4 separate regions of the Mus musculus genome follow, and all the other regions are linked to region 3. Evidence: chromatin contacts called from public HiChIP or PLAC-seq and promoter capture Hi-C data. All regions are on one chromosome and are shown on one strand. Each heading gives the region's core, a stretch centred on a gene start, on an enhancer-like site or on the middle of the called end of the contact. The rest is flanking DNA. Distances are from core to core; before and after follow the strand shown.

Region 1 (3,270 bases), core at 425-2,924, 1.3 Mb before region 3:
TGGGATCCCAGTGCTTGGGAGGGAGAGCTAGGAGAGTCAGAAATTTGATGCCATCCTTAATTTTTATTTATTTATTTATTTATTTATTTGTTTATTTATTATATGTAAGTACACTGTAGCTATCTTCAGACACTCTAGAAGAGGGAGTCAGATCTCATTACAGATGGTTGTGAGCCACCATATGGTTGCTGGGACTTGAACTCAGGACCTTTGGAAGTGCAGTCAGTGCTCTTAACCACTGAGCCATATCCCCAGACCCCATCCTTAATTTCATAGGAAGTTACCTTCAAGGGGAGGTTACCTTGACTTTAAAAGTGTGTGTATGTGTATGTGTGTGTGTGTGTGTGTGTGTGTGTGTGTGTGTGATAGAGATTGGAAGAAAAACTTTTCTAAGAATGGCAACAAGCCTGTCGGCAAAATTGGAAGTCTGTGCAAAGGCCTTGGAATTGATGTTGCTGGAGGATAGAAAGAAGGCTAGTTTAGTCCAAGACTAGGAGAAGAAACAAAACAAAACAAAACCTCAAACATCTCTCCACCCCTAAAACAAAACAACAAAAGACCAGAGGAAGAAAGAAGTGCTTGTACAGCCTGAGGTCAGGTGGTATAGATTCTAGTCTGTGTAGGGAAATATTCTTATCTTTTTTTGTTTGTTTTTTTGAGACAGGGTTTCTCTGTGTAGCCCTGGCTGTCCTGGAGCTCACTTTGTAGACCAGGCTGGCCTTGAACTCAGAAATCTGCCTGCGTCTGCCTCCCAATATGCTGGGATTAAAGGCGTGTGCCACCACCACCCAGTTAATATTCTTATCTCTAGAAGCTACAGAAGGACTCTAAACTGGGAAGGACAAGCTTTCTTGGCTCCAATCTGTAATGTCAGCATTTGAACTTGTGAGCCTGAGGCAGGAATATTGCCACATCATGTCTGAGGCCAGCCTGTTAAAAAGCAAAAACAACAAAACAAAGAACTGGCTTATATCAGAAAAGCCCAATTCGGCTTTTGTGTGGTGTACAGACTGCAGAGGGAGGAAATAAGGCAATGCTGAGGCCTTTGAAAGTGATAGGTTAGCCGGGCGTGGTGGCGCACGCCTTTAATCCCAGCACTAGGGAGGCAGAGGCAGGTGGATTTCTGAGTTGGAGGTCAGCCTGGTCTACAAAGTGATTTCCAGAACAGCCAGGGCCCTGTCTCAAAAAACAAAACAACTGTGTATAGTAATGTAAATACACAAATGACTGTGGGTGTGTCTTGGGGACAGAGTGACACCTCTGCTACTTTGTGGCATGTGCACTGTTTGAGCTTGTTTTTCCATTGTTGGAAAAGCAGTTTAGAACGTTCCAGATTTCAGACTTGGGGTTGGCTCCTTAGATAGGATTACTAAGCCCAGGGAGAAGGTGACCAGAAGCCACGCTGGACTGAGATCTTTCAGACTCCCGCGCCTTTCCTGCAGACCACGTGTCCGGCCTGCGCAGCAACGCCTCCGCCCCGCCCTACAGCGCTCAGCCCGGGTTAGCAGTTTGCAAGCCGCCCCAACGCTGGCGCTCGCCCACATTGCGCATGCCCCCTCCTGCCGCAGGGCGCCAGCCCTCATTCATCCAGCCCAGCAGGCCGCAGCCCCCTCCTCAAGACCCCTCCCCGAGCGGCGTGCGTCGCACTTATGTTTGCGTCATCACGCCACGCCATTGCTCGAGCCTGTGAAGATGGCGGCGGCCGTTCTTAGTGGGGCCTCTGCGGGCTCCCCAGCTGGGGCTCCTGGCGGGCCCGGGGGTCTCTCTGCGGTGGGATCCGGCCCGCGTCTGCGTCTGCTGCTGTTAGAGAGCATTTCCGGGTTGTTACAGCCGCGAACGGCGTCCCCCGTGGCCCCTGTGCATCCCCCAATCCAGTGGGCCCCGCATTTGCCCGGGCTCATGTGCTTATTGAGGCTGCATGGGACGGCAGGTGGGGCGCAGGTAAGTCTGTGGCTCCCGCGGTCACCGTGGAAAGGCTGGTGAGGCGGCTGGGCACCGTGGTCCCGCCTTCCTGAAGCTGACACTGGAGCTGTGAGCTCGAGGAGAGCCGAGAGTGGAGAATAGAGCCACTTAACCATTGAGGACGCGATCCACAGACTTCATTACCTGCGCGTTCCCCAGAGCAGTATTAGGCCCCTTTTCTGTTAGGTCATTGATAAGCACAAAGCAATGAAGGGGCTCGGTTCCATCCCAGGTCCCCTGACTAGTTCAGTCCTCAGCGAAACTTCTTTTGGCGGCGTTTTCCCAGGGTAATTGAACACAAACATTTACTAGCTCTCAGCCAAGGGCCTACCCCTTCCTACTCGGCGCTCCAATTCCAGTCATAGTGGCGATGAGCAAAATGCCATAACACGAAACTAAATCTGGTATGAGTTTCCTAAACCGGTGTAGAGAGAGTATTTAGAGATTTCTCCAAAAGACCTGGAGTTTAAGATGAACAGGGGTTAGGTAGTGAAAGAAAATTAGAAGGGGTAGTTGAAACGTTAGAGGAACACTCGTGTAGGACGGGTTGGAAAATGAGGGCAATGTTTGGGTTCGGGGTTTAGGTGGTTAAAGAGAGTGGGTAGAGTTGAGGCTGGTGAGGTAGGCGGTAGACAATATGTTGTCTACCTGGTTAGGAGCCTGTGCACAAAATATTCACATGCGTTCAGTTCCTACAAGCTAGAAACCCAAGTGCCATCCTCGATATGTGGTTTCTTACACACTTCCATAAGCAGTCTGTGAAGTTCTGCCTTTTTTTTTTTTTTTTTTTTTTTCTTATGGAGGCAAAGTCTCACTATGTGGCTCTGGCTGGTCTGGAACTATGTAGACCAGGCTGGCCTAGAACTCCCCGAGATCCAGCTGCCTGTGGCTGGGCATCCGCCATCTTGTTCAGCTGTATGTGTGTTTATGTTAGTGGTTATGGGCCAAGGGTAGCAACGGTGCACACATCAAAGTCATAGGAACGTTTAGGTCCTAAGGTTCCTGTGTCAAGACAAGGTCTCTTGCCAGTGGTGGACTGTCTAGCCCGAGTGTTTATGTTGATGCTCTTTGGTTTTACCTTGTGTTTCTCAGTAGGGGACGCTGCGATTATAGATGCTTATACTACTATGGCTGGCTTTCGGATGGGCTCTGGAAGGCAGGATTGGGTGGCTTATATTCATTGTACTCCTCAGACAGTTGGGAATACTACAGTTAAATCTGCCCTCCTAATGGTCTTTTGTTTGTTTTGTGTGTTTTAGAAATCTCTCTGATTTTTTTTCAGTGACCTGAGTTTTTGTTGTGATGCAC
Region 2 (3,612 bases), core at 950-3,449, 1.4 Mb before region 3:
TTTCCAGCCCCATTCAAGAAAGTACAGCTCTTCCACAGGTCCTGGAGTACCAGAGTGAGAGACATGAGCTGTTTTCTTCAGAGGCAGAAGGCAGGACAGACAGAAGTACAAGGAAAAGGTCACCCAGTTCTCTAGAAGGGAAGGAGAGGAACCCCCGGAGGAGTAAGCATGGAAAGAGGCTAACATACTTCACGGAGGGAAATACCATGTCCAAGGGCAAATAGTAATTTTCTGGAAATCCCAAGTTGGGGGCCCAGGATAAAGTTACCAGAGAAACCAAGAGAAAAGAGCAGTAGAGGACCAGAGGTAAAAATCAAAGGTCACTGCCTGCACCTACCCACTGGGTGACAGTGTTTCTTTATGGTCACCACAGCCAGACAACCTGCGGCCAGAGTTAATCAACAACTTCAGTTTGCAATTGCATTCCAAATGCAAGCACATTAAAACTTTACTCAAAACCTGGATTTCCATCTTACATCCCAAAGGACTCGAGTATCCCAGTTTAAACACTGACTAAGCTGATCTAAAGCCTCCCCTGTCAAAGCAAGCGCAGGCACACACAGAGGGAGAGAGAAGGAGAGAGGGGGACAGAAGAAGAGAGGGAGGGAGAGAGAGAGAGAGAGAAGAGAGGAAAGAGGGAGATCCAGTACTCAGTCTTGTTCTCCAGAAAGTTATCTCCAGTAAGTCAGGTCTCATAACCCAACGTTGCACCAAACAAATTATGACCTGAATGGCAAGGGAGGGAAAAAAAAAAAAAAAAAAAAAAAAACTGTGTCACCTAGAGAAACCCAATTAACAACATGACTCTGCTCTCTTCAATTCTCTCTCCCCTCCAGTCATATCCGGGGCACTTGTGAGGTGGCTGCCTTTTCCCTGGGTAATTTACAAGCCAGAAGCCAATGTGTACAGAGACCTTCTGAGAAGGTAAGCATGAGGTGGGGAATCCTGCTCTAGCTACACCTACGCCGCCGGTTGGGAAAGCTCACCGGGCATGGAATCAAAACACCACCTGGGAGACAGTCTGGAATGGTTCACCTTGAAATTTCTATGTTGCCCTTAAGACAAAGCTGCCCGCTAGAGAACACTTACAAATGCTGAACTGAAAATTCCGGGAGGAGAGAGAGTAAGTGCCCCACGTGGAACAATAAATGGGTTATTTGAAAGCATTCCTGACACAGTTGTTTCCTCTTAACCGCTTCCCTAATGAACCCCTCCCTCCAACTCTCCTTTGCCTCCACTCCCACTAGTTCCCTCCCTACTGACCTCAGGCAGCGTGTTGTGTGTGCGTGTGTGTTTGTGTGTGTGTGTGTGTGTGCTTGTACATGTATGTAAACATCGTCTTCCGGCCCGAGTTTCCGAGGAAATCCAGGCTTCCCTTCCTCCCACTGTGCACTTGTCTGTCCTCCCAGCCCCACGCGGCTGCAGAGTTAGTAATGTAATATTCAGGGACCCCGAGACCGGAAATGCCTGGGTCTGAAAAGCTGCACTTGAAACACGAGAAAAGGGATAGGGAAAGTGAACGTGGGATGGAGACGTAGGAGGTGTGTGGGGTGGAGCGAGGAGGTGAAATCCGCCCAACTTGCAATTTAGGGGTAGGCGAGGAAGAAAACGAGGGATGAGGGGGAGGCTGAGGCAGTTGCAAAGTCAAAATTCCAGGAGCCAGAAGAGGAGGTGGAGGAAGCAGACATGAGGGCCGAGAGAGGGGGGACACAAGAAAGGCTCTGCAGGTGATGCAGGGCTGTGTTTAGGGACACCAGAGGTGACCCTCAAACGCCTATAAAGGAGGGGACTCGGATCCCAGCAGCAAGGTAGGGGTGGCACGCAAGTGTGGGGGAGGGCAGCACAGGGTGGGGACCAAACTGGCTCCCAGAATCTCCAGAGGGCGAACCCCCGGGCGGCGAGAGCTCGGGGTAAGGGCAGGGGTCGCGGGCGCGAGGCTGGGGTGGTGCTCACCCGCAGGGCAGACAGGTCGATGTCGTCCAGGCTGCGGGCGGGGGCTGGGTCGCCCATGGCCGCCGCGGGGCCACTCACGCTCCGGCTCGCTCACTCCGCTGCCGCCGTCGCCGCTTCTCCCCCATCGGGGGACTCGAGGGGCGGGCTCCACCGCGCCTGCCCCGAAGGCCGGGGAGGGGGAGGGCCAGCGGGAGGACCGACCCAGCGGCTGACAGGCGCTCTCACCCGCGCGCCTGCAACCCGAGTCGCCGGCTGCCCTGCGCACGCGCAGAGCCGACCGTGACGCGAACGCGCCGGGCGCCCCCTCCTGCGGGGCGCCGACACCTGCGCGCAGGCGCAGGAGAGCGGGCGGAGGGCGAGCGCGGACCCAGTCTCGCTAGAGCCTGGAGTGGAAGGAGCGCGACCACCCGCTGGTGCGCGTGCGCATACACCTTCCCTTCCTTTTCCCCCTTTTATTATTGTTGCCTCCTCTCCTCTAGTTCCTTCGTTGATCTTTATTTGACTCCTTTTCTTCCCTTTCCCTCTTTCGTGTGCCCAGCTGCCAATCAAACCACCTACCTCTCGATTTGCGGGGGAAGGGAGGCGGGACCCAACCCCCTCTATTACTAGGGGGGTTGTTATGGTAACTCCCCACGCGAGGGCTGCTGGCCTCTAGATAGGACGTGCTGTCCACCCACCCAATTGCCATGGTAACAGTGGAGCCGCTGAAGGAGGGGCCACTCCGTGAGAACTTGGCTGGAGAAACCACGTGGGAGGGAAGGACGGGGCTACTGTCTGCCCTTTACTCCCTTTCTAGGCTGGAGTGGGGATGTTGGGAGCAGATAGGCACTCCTACTGCACACGTCTGTATCTGCTTCTCTTAGCACAGTGTTCTGCAGGAAAGAACTATCCCTGGAGTTGCTAGTGGTAAAGCAGAAGAAACTGTATCCAATCCCTTCAAATGTTTTTCCAGCTCCTCAGATCTACTCCTGTTGGCACAGCACCTCCAGCCGGTTAGTCTCACTAGAGGATGGGTGAGGCTTTGTAACTATAGACAGACATGTTCTGCCACTGACTAATGTGTTGTCTGACCCTGAGCAAGCAAATTTGCCTCTGGGCTTTTCTTTCTCTATGAAGTTGAGGGGAGAAGGTTCTGAGTTTTCAAGAGCTCTTCCAACACTAACACTCCCTCTGAAAATGAATATAAACATTGCTTAGGTGAGCTTGAATTCTCTGGAGGCTTCTTGGCACATTTGGGTGCACATTCAAACTTGCTCCGGGTACTCTCCTGACTCATTTACCTTGCCCCTGATATGCAAGCCACAATCCCCATTTGGCCTTCCCACATGGCCTCTCTGCCTGGCACCTTCGATTAAATTCTTCATTATCCAGAAGTGATTTTTTTTTCTAAAACTTAAATCTGGCATCATTGTCCTGTTTAAAACGGTTTTCTGAACCCCACCATTCAGGAAGCTGAGGCAGGAGGATTACATTTTCTATTAGCCTGGACTATAAAATGACAGGGGGAAAAAAAAAAAAAACAAAATGAGAAAAAAAAAAAAAAAAAAAAAAAACACCGTTTGATGACTCCCACTGCCTTGTGGGTAGTGATATCAAAGACTTTCAAGATTCTGCTGTTTCTTTGACCTTATGTATATATATTTTTCTTTTCTGGTCTTA
Region 3 (3,289 bases), core at 316-2,815:
AAGGTACAGGATCTTTGCAGGTTAATTCTCTAAATATTCATGGCTTTTCTACCTGTTGAGATCTAGCTTGTACGTTTATTCCTTTCTGAGTTCCAGAAGACCATATTCTGGAGAAATGCAGAGGGATACCATTAGCTGCCTGCTATGGGAGTGTGAGTCTCTCTGTGTGTGCTTATCTGTGTCCGTCTGTCTGTGTGAGCCTGTCTGTGTGTACCTCCAGAACAATAAACACTACCCAGGAAGCTCTTGCATGTCAGGACTTTAGCAGTGCTCTTTATCAGACACTGTTGCTTTGGGATCCCGGCATTCCTAACCCCAGTCACATTCCCTACGCGCCGAGTTCTGTGAGACTCCATTCCTAACCTCACACGAAGCCTCTGCAGTACTGTGCAGTCTCTGTCCCTTGCCCACCTGTTCCTGGCCGCAGCTCCACAGTACAGTAGCCATCGATCCACTGGTAGCAGGGAAAGTGGACAGCAGAGCCATCGGGGGCAGTGACACAGATTCGACTGCAGTACCAAGGGTCCTTGCAGAAGAAAGCAAAGCGCTCCTTGTGTAAGCGCAACAGCAAGATCTCACCCAGCTCTGCTTCACAGCGCACCTTATACTTCTGAACCTGGAGTGAGGGAAGCAGCAAGCAGGCCTTTGAGCAACCAGGAACTGTCGAGGACATCTTTGCACTCTGAAGTGTGCATCAACACCGCTACCTTTCTGGGATATTGGCCTGAGCAGTCGTTGATCCATGTGGTTCCTTTGTGTGATTGAGAGAAAGAGCCCGTCTCCATCCAGAGAGGAGCAGGCACCATACTCAGTGCCTGAGTGAATTTTTGTAGGGATTCCTACCCTCACTGCCAGTAGTTCACTTTCATGTAGGGTCATTAGCAAACTAAACTAGCGACCGACAAAGCAGACCCCTCCCAAAGAACAGGAGACCCATGATCTGATCAGAGGAATCAATTTGGTCAAAGCCTAGTGTCAATTAGGGGAGGAGCCAGGCCAGGCAGTGGTGGCTTTTAATTCCCCCTGCACTCAGGAGGCAGAGGCAGTCAGATTGCTAAGTTCAAGGCCAGCCTGGTCTACACAGAGAGTTCTAGGACAGCCAGGGCTACACAGAGAAACCCTGTCTGGAAAAACCACAGAAAATAATAACAATAACAACAATGATAGGAGAAGCCAGGAAGTTAGGGGAAGTCCCCAGAATCCATTCCAAATGCCCTTCCCCACAGCCCTGTCTCAGAACAATTGGTATGGTTTATCGTCTCCCAAAAGTCAGGGATGTCAAAGAAAATGATCACAGGACATAGCAGGCATCCTGAGTTCAGCAGGACTTGACGAATCCAACAAGAATAATCCTCACTTCCTTCAGGTTCCCCATCTCTCCTCTGTACTCACCGATCCAGAGGCGAAGTCCCTGCCTACGCGATCCAGCTTCTGCTTAGGGCTTTCACCACAGGTGCCTACCAATGTAGCATAGATGTTATCCAATGTGCCAGCCTTCAGGTAGGAACCAGTGGTCACACACAGCCGATATACTGCCATGACTGGACCCAATAACCCCAAACCAGTAGCTAGCCTAGAGAAGGTACGCTACAGGTAAGAGAGAGTCAGCTCCTGGGCAGGAGGCTGGGGGCTGGGGAAGGGTGGGCCTGAGGAAGGATCCAGCTCTAGGACGTTCCTGGGCTCGCGCGCGCTCTCTCTCTTTCTCGATCTCTCACGGCAGCTCCGCTGGTAGCTCGGGAGTACTATCCCCACCCACCGACTTGCACCCTAATACTTGTTTGCATGCCTCTGACACAGCCTGTCCCTCTGGCTGGCTCATCCAGATGGATATCAGAAGCCTGGGCCCATTGGTGAGGGAGGGAATAAGGAAGGAGGGACCAAGTGGCAAGTGGAAGACAGGGAGGAGGTGACGCGTGTTGGGACACTACTTTGTGTCTGATCAGTGGCTTGACTAATGTCCTGAAGCCCATGTTCACCCATTCCCCAGATTCCACCTAGAGCCTTTTCCTCCTATTTCCAAACCAGAAATGGGCACCAGAACACCAGAATTCCTACATGTGAATCACCCACGTGAATCACACCGTGCATCGGAAAGCTGCACCAATTCATAAATGCCAGGTGACCTCATCAACAATCAAGTGAATAACACACATCTTAGCACGTGACAAGGCCATCATGTTCTCCTTCCTGCCACCGACCCACCCATCTCCTCCTAAAGTCTAGTCTTCTCTCTGTCTCCAGTTTTTGTTATTCCCGACCTCAATCACTCCTTTGAGATAGGACCTGCCTGCCAAGTGAGTGGAAGCCTGCCCGACAGCATCTGGAGGCCCTCATGTGACATTCTTTACGCTCCAGGTCCTCCCTCAGCCAGCCTGCTGAACCGTGGGAGGCACCCTGTATGCCCTAGGTGTCCAAGATATAGGTCACAAGGACCAGGGAAGAAAAAAAATAGACTCTACCGGGGAAACCTGTGGCCCGCAGCGGCCCCGCGTGGCTGGTCTAGGCACCTCTAGATTCCTGCTTGAGTGGCGCTCCTGCCCTCCTTAACTTCTAATAAAAGCCGAGGCGTTAGCGACTAGGTTTCAGTAAGTCAGAGTCTCGGACAAAAACGAACTTCATCCTTTAAATACACACAAGAATACGTAGGTATCATAATAAATTCATTTAGGCAAAAGTGGAGAGCTTTGCTAAGAGCCCGGATAGCTCAGTCGGTAGAGCATCAGACTTTTAATCTGAGGGTCCAGGGTTCAAGTCCCTGTTCGGGCGCTTAGCTTTTTGTGGGAATCTGCACTTACAAACACTATTGTTAGGCTGTCTTGTTTGACAATAGCTCTATAATAACAAAGTAATTGCATTCTTTTTAAAAGGAAATGTAAATTGAACGTAAGTTCCGAACAATCAGAAGAGGGAACAGCATTACGTTAAAGTACTAGCTATACAAACGAGGAATACATCAAAGAGAGTAAAAAGAAAATGGGGAAGTTAATATTATTAATATTAATAATATACTTCATTTACTACAATATTTGAAAATCTTATTTTAACCCTAATTGGTGTTTTAAAATCCGCATTTTAACGAATTTTTAAATTATCTTCCTTAATTTTCATGTTTAGAAGAAAGCACTCATATTTCAGGTACTCAATAATCACATTTTAGTAGTTGGCTTCATGTGTTTGTTTTGGTTTGTTTGAATAAATGGAGTGATATGCAAAATGGGATATAGAATAATGTATATAATTTCTGAGAGCACTACAGAAGAGGGGGTTCCATGGTGTAATGGTTAGCACT
Region 4 (3,749 bases), core at 1,025-3,524, 1.3 Mb before region 3:
GGTGATGCGGCTAACATGGTACAGGGGGGCTGCTCTGTTCCAACTGCATCTATTGCTCTTATAGCCCAATGGCTGAGACTGAAACATCCCTGTTTTACATCGAACAAGAATTCTGTCAAAGGTCACAGAGAATGTACAGGGTGGGACTCGGATATAAACTTAAGGAAGGTACCTTGGCTTCAAGACCCTGTTCTCAACCACTACATAGTGGCGGCGCTTGCCTGTCACAGTTTGTCAAGTCAAAGGGGATTTTTTTACACGGGTACTGCAACAACCTAAGCCTAGACTCCACCCGCTGCTGGGAGCATTAGTAGGAAACTGTCTAGTGACCCCAGGGCTCTGGCTACTCGGTGGCTTATTCTTCCAAGTGTCATTCTGCCCCCTGTGAGGCATGCTGCCCCAGGGGCAATTCCTGGGAAAGGACCCCAGGTAACACACTGAATAATGCCCCGTGTTCCATCCTCCCTTCAAGCACCATGTAAATGTCTGCTCAGAAAACCACTTGTCTCTTCCTCCCCAAAAGCCAAGCTGTCCATACATCACAGGGTCATACTTAGGGTCATATGGCATATACATAGGGCGCCCCTACGTATCCCCAAGTAATAAGGCACATTGGGACATGGTGGCAGTTAGAACAATCACTCTAATTTCTGTCCCAATTAGGGCTGACAGCTCAGACATCACCTAGGCTGGCTAGCTCTTCTACCTCTGGTTTCTTCCTGCCCTGTATTTTCCCCCAATGGGAGCCCTGACAGAGCCTGTGACAGCCATAACCAGTGTGTCTCAGGCAATTGCCCTGGGGTAACTACAGAGCATCTGCTCTCTACATCTTCCCCAGCCACCTCTTGCCTGGTTAGGGAGCGGGCAGTGGGCACATACTGAGGCTGGCCAAGGAGGCAGAGTAAGGGAATGACCAGGGAGGTACCCAGCTTGGGGGGGGGGGTGCAGCTAAAGCAGATGCCTCTTAGCACTTCCTGCCATTCTCTCCATTTCCTGTGGCCCAGAATTTGATGAGATGGTAGGGAATTATGCCAAGTCAGCAGTCTTTCTCTGGACCATCTACCCCCTCCCTGAAGTACACAACGGAAATTTGGGGGCCTCCCCCCAAGTAAGTGACTTCCCCTTTCTCTGGGGTGTTTAACCTCAAATCCAGGAGGTCAGTCTTCCCTGTGGACATCTCTCTCAGATATTGGTCTTCTTAATGCTGAGATGCCTACTTTCTCATACTCTAAGGGCAGTGGGAGTGGTGGGGTTGATCCCATGTTTTGCAGAAGTCACTGCTCATAATCAGGCCCTTATTCTTGGTCCTCTCCGGCTTGAGGCACATAGCCCCTACCTATTCTTTAGCTCTTGCTCCTTTGGAACTCAAGCATTCACCCCATGTCCTCTTGGGGGTGTTGGGTCACAACAGGAAGTGGATTTTGCTATAGACCAAAAAAGAGAACTCTGGTATCAGTGGAAGGAAGGAGCTTCGATTGCACAGAGAACATCCGGGGAGAGGATGTGTGTCCAGGGGAGATACTACCTCTCCCCTCCACCCCCAGGAGAGGAATACAGTCCAATTTCAGCGAGGGTCCCTACACACTCTTCTCTCTCAAGAAGAAGCTGTTGCTCCTAGCAACCTAGAAGGCAGAAGTTTGGTAGCAGAGCTATCGGGCCCTTGGGACAGGTGGGAGCAATCAGACTGTGGGGTATTGGGCAGGAGGCTTTCCATTGGTTGGGCACGAGTCTAGGGGAATCCCTTCCCAGCATCCAGTCTCCCAGCACACAACCCCTCGGGGCCGGCCACCTGCTCCTCCTTCCTCCGCCCTTGCATCACAGCCTGCACAGAGAACCCAGTAGTCCGACTCCTACATCTCTGCGAGAACCCAGGCGTGGGTTTCCCGATCCCCATCAGGTCTTGCTTTTTGCAGGAGCCCTAGCACGCACGCTCCACTCCAATATCTCAAGGACCAAGGCTTGCGGCCCCGGACCGCTACCCTCTAGGGACCCAGGCGTCCGGCCCCGGGGTTTCTTCCCCGGTGTCCTTGTCTGTGGATCAACCTGGCACACCCCACGAGCAGCCGCCCATGCCCCGCGGCACGGCCCCACCTCCCTTACCTGGTCCCGGGTTTTTCTCCCATGGTGCGCGCGCGCTCGCCGCCCTCCGCCCGCCGGGTTCGCGGCTCGCTCGCAGCCTCCTCGCCTGCTGCCAGGTCCCCGCTCCTCCCCGCGCCACTGCGCACGCGCGTCCTCACTCTTTCTCCTCCTTCCCCTCCCCTCGCGGTCTGGGTCTCGGGGAGCCGGGGCCAGCTGCGTCAGCCGGATCCCGCGCGCCGCGGCGCAGCCCGCCCTCCTCGAGCTGGCTCCGCCCCACGCCTCCGCCCTCCGTTTCCCTCGGGGAAGCCTCCCCGCGCCGTCCCTACTCCCGATCTCCCCGCCCCTCCTCAAGCTTTTAGAACTAGATTGGGCCCCTTTAAAAGCAGGCGGCCGCCTTCGAGGAGATTAGAAGCAGCTGATTGGCCGTTGGTATCCGTAGCCCTGCAGGGATACCTCCCCTTTGTTTGCTTTCACTGTAGTGGAGGAGGGACGGGATCGAGGGGGCGGTGGGAATGAGCTCAAGTGCTGTCTAGTTCTGAGGGCCAAGGGCTGCCCACGTGGATGCACCGTATCAGTTGCGTGATGATGCTTGCTTTGGGACGCGCTGCTCATCCCTGAGCTTGCAGCCTCGTTTGGCCTGCCTTTCCCGCGTTCTTGTGGTCTTCAGCTCCCCCTGGTGTATCGTCTTTGATTTTTTTTTTTTTTTTTTTTTTTTTTTTTTTTTTTGTGCAGGGTCAAACATTAAAACATTTTTCAGACCTTGTCATCTCGACTGTCTATCCTAGCTATCATTCACCCACTCCATCCATCTCTTATTTTCTTCATCCTTCCCTCCCTCTCCATTTCGTGTTAGTCATTGTGCCAAGCCATCGGGACCAAACATGAATTATCATGGCCTAACTTTCCTGGGATCTTTGAGACATAGGAACAGGTATTATATTATGCTCCCAGGAATGCTATAATAGAGGTATGACTCAGAACATCAAGCAACTAAAAGCCCAAAAGCCTTTGCTTGGCCAGCGTGGGGGAGGAGGGAGTGCAGTCACTCACTCCATTGGATGGGAAATTTGAGGACAGACATTCTGAAGGATGGGCAGAAGTGGGGAAAGGACATTCTTTATAGACGAGTGCTTGTGGGTTAGATGGCAGGAGGCAGAGAGCTGCAGACTGTGGAAGGAAGAGACTGCGGAAGGCTTTGTATAGCAGGTGAAAGAAAGAGCCTGAGGATCTGTAGTGTTTATCTAATTTAATGTAATGTAATTTTCTGCTAAGGCCTCACGCATGCTTGGTAAGGACTCACCACTAAGCTCTGTCTTTAATCGCAGCCCAGCAATGATTTGATTGGATTTTGTTTTTCACCAGAGGAATGTCGAGATGGGATTTCTCTTTTCCGGTAACACAGAGCATAGCAAGACCGCTAGAAGATAAGCTAGTCAAGGGAAAACGATGAACAGGGAGTGGAGGGGGAACAGAGGGGCCATATTAGAGGTTCGTTGCTGGGGCAACATTGACTGGGTTTGGCAGAGGGTGAAAAGGGTGACTGACAGAGACAGGTTTTTCTCCTCTTCGGTCTCTTCCTTCTACTCTTACCCATTTCCCCTCAGTGGAATACCTTCATGCCTCTCTCTCCACTTTTCTCCATTTGAAAAACAATGTACACGAGAAAAAAA

What was found. Promoter capture Hi-C pulls out the DNA fragments that hold promoters and counts their contacts. HiChIP or PLAC-seq counts read pairs in DNA pulled down with a chosen protein or histone mark.
Region 1: a promoter capture Hi-C map of liver shows a contact between it and region 3, with 4 times the contacts expected there. The contact joins the promoter of Pelp1 here to the promoter of Aloxe3 in region 3. A contact is called at or near these places in 2 of 39 promoter capture datasets (both in liver).
Region 2: a promoter capture Hi-C map of liver shows a contact between it and region 3, with 8 times the contacts expected there. The contact joins the promoter of Mink1 here to the promoter of Aloxe3 in region 3. A contact is called at or near these places in 1 of 39 promoter capture datasets (liver) and 1 of 484 Hi-C or Micro-C datasets (B cells).
Region 4: a FOXA1 HiChIP or PLAC-seq map of pancreatic cancer cells shows a contact between it and region 3. The contact joins the promoter of Arrb2 here to the promoter of Aloxe3 in region 3. A contact is called at or near these places in 1 of 39 promoter capture datasets (liver), 1 of 115 datasets of contacts at active chromatin or transcription factors (pancreatic cancer cells) and 2 of 9 other capture datasets (adipose tissue and liver).

The regions. Positions count from the first base shown.
Region 1 is chr11:70,408,435-70,411,704 of GRCm38.p6, reverse strand. Pelp1 (proline, glutamic acid and leucine rich protein 1) reads left to right here and starts at 1,674. Exons shown (of 17, transcript NM_029231.4): 1 at 1,674-1,941. The coding sequence starts at 1,693.
Region 2 is chr11:70,561,468-70,565,079 of GRCm38.p6, reverse strand. It overlaps Mink1 (misshapen-like kinase 1 (zebrafish)), which reads right to left and starts at 2,199. Exons shown (of 33, transcript NM_001045964.1): 1 at 1,954-2,199. The coding sequence starts at 2,010.
Region 3 is chr11:69,124,653-69,127,941 of GRCm38.p6, reverse strand. Aloxe3 (arachidonate lipoxygenase 3) reads right to left here and starts at 1,565. Exons shown (of 15, transcript NM_011786.2): 1 at 1,393-1,565; 2 at 412-616. The coding sequence starts at 1,539. n-TKctt27 (a tRNA gene) reads left to right here and starts at 2,694; the gene lies at 2,694-2,766. It overlaps n-TQctg6 (a tRNA gene), which reads left to right and starts at 3,264; the gene lies at 3,264-3,289.
Region 4 is chr11:70,431,105-70,434,853 of GRCm38.p6, reverse strand. It overlaps Arrb2 (arrestin, beta 2), which reads right to left and starts at 2,274. Exons shown (of 15, transcript NM_145429.5): 1 at 2,101-2,274. The coding sequence starts at 2,123.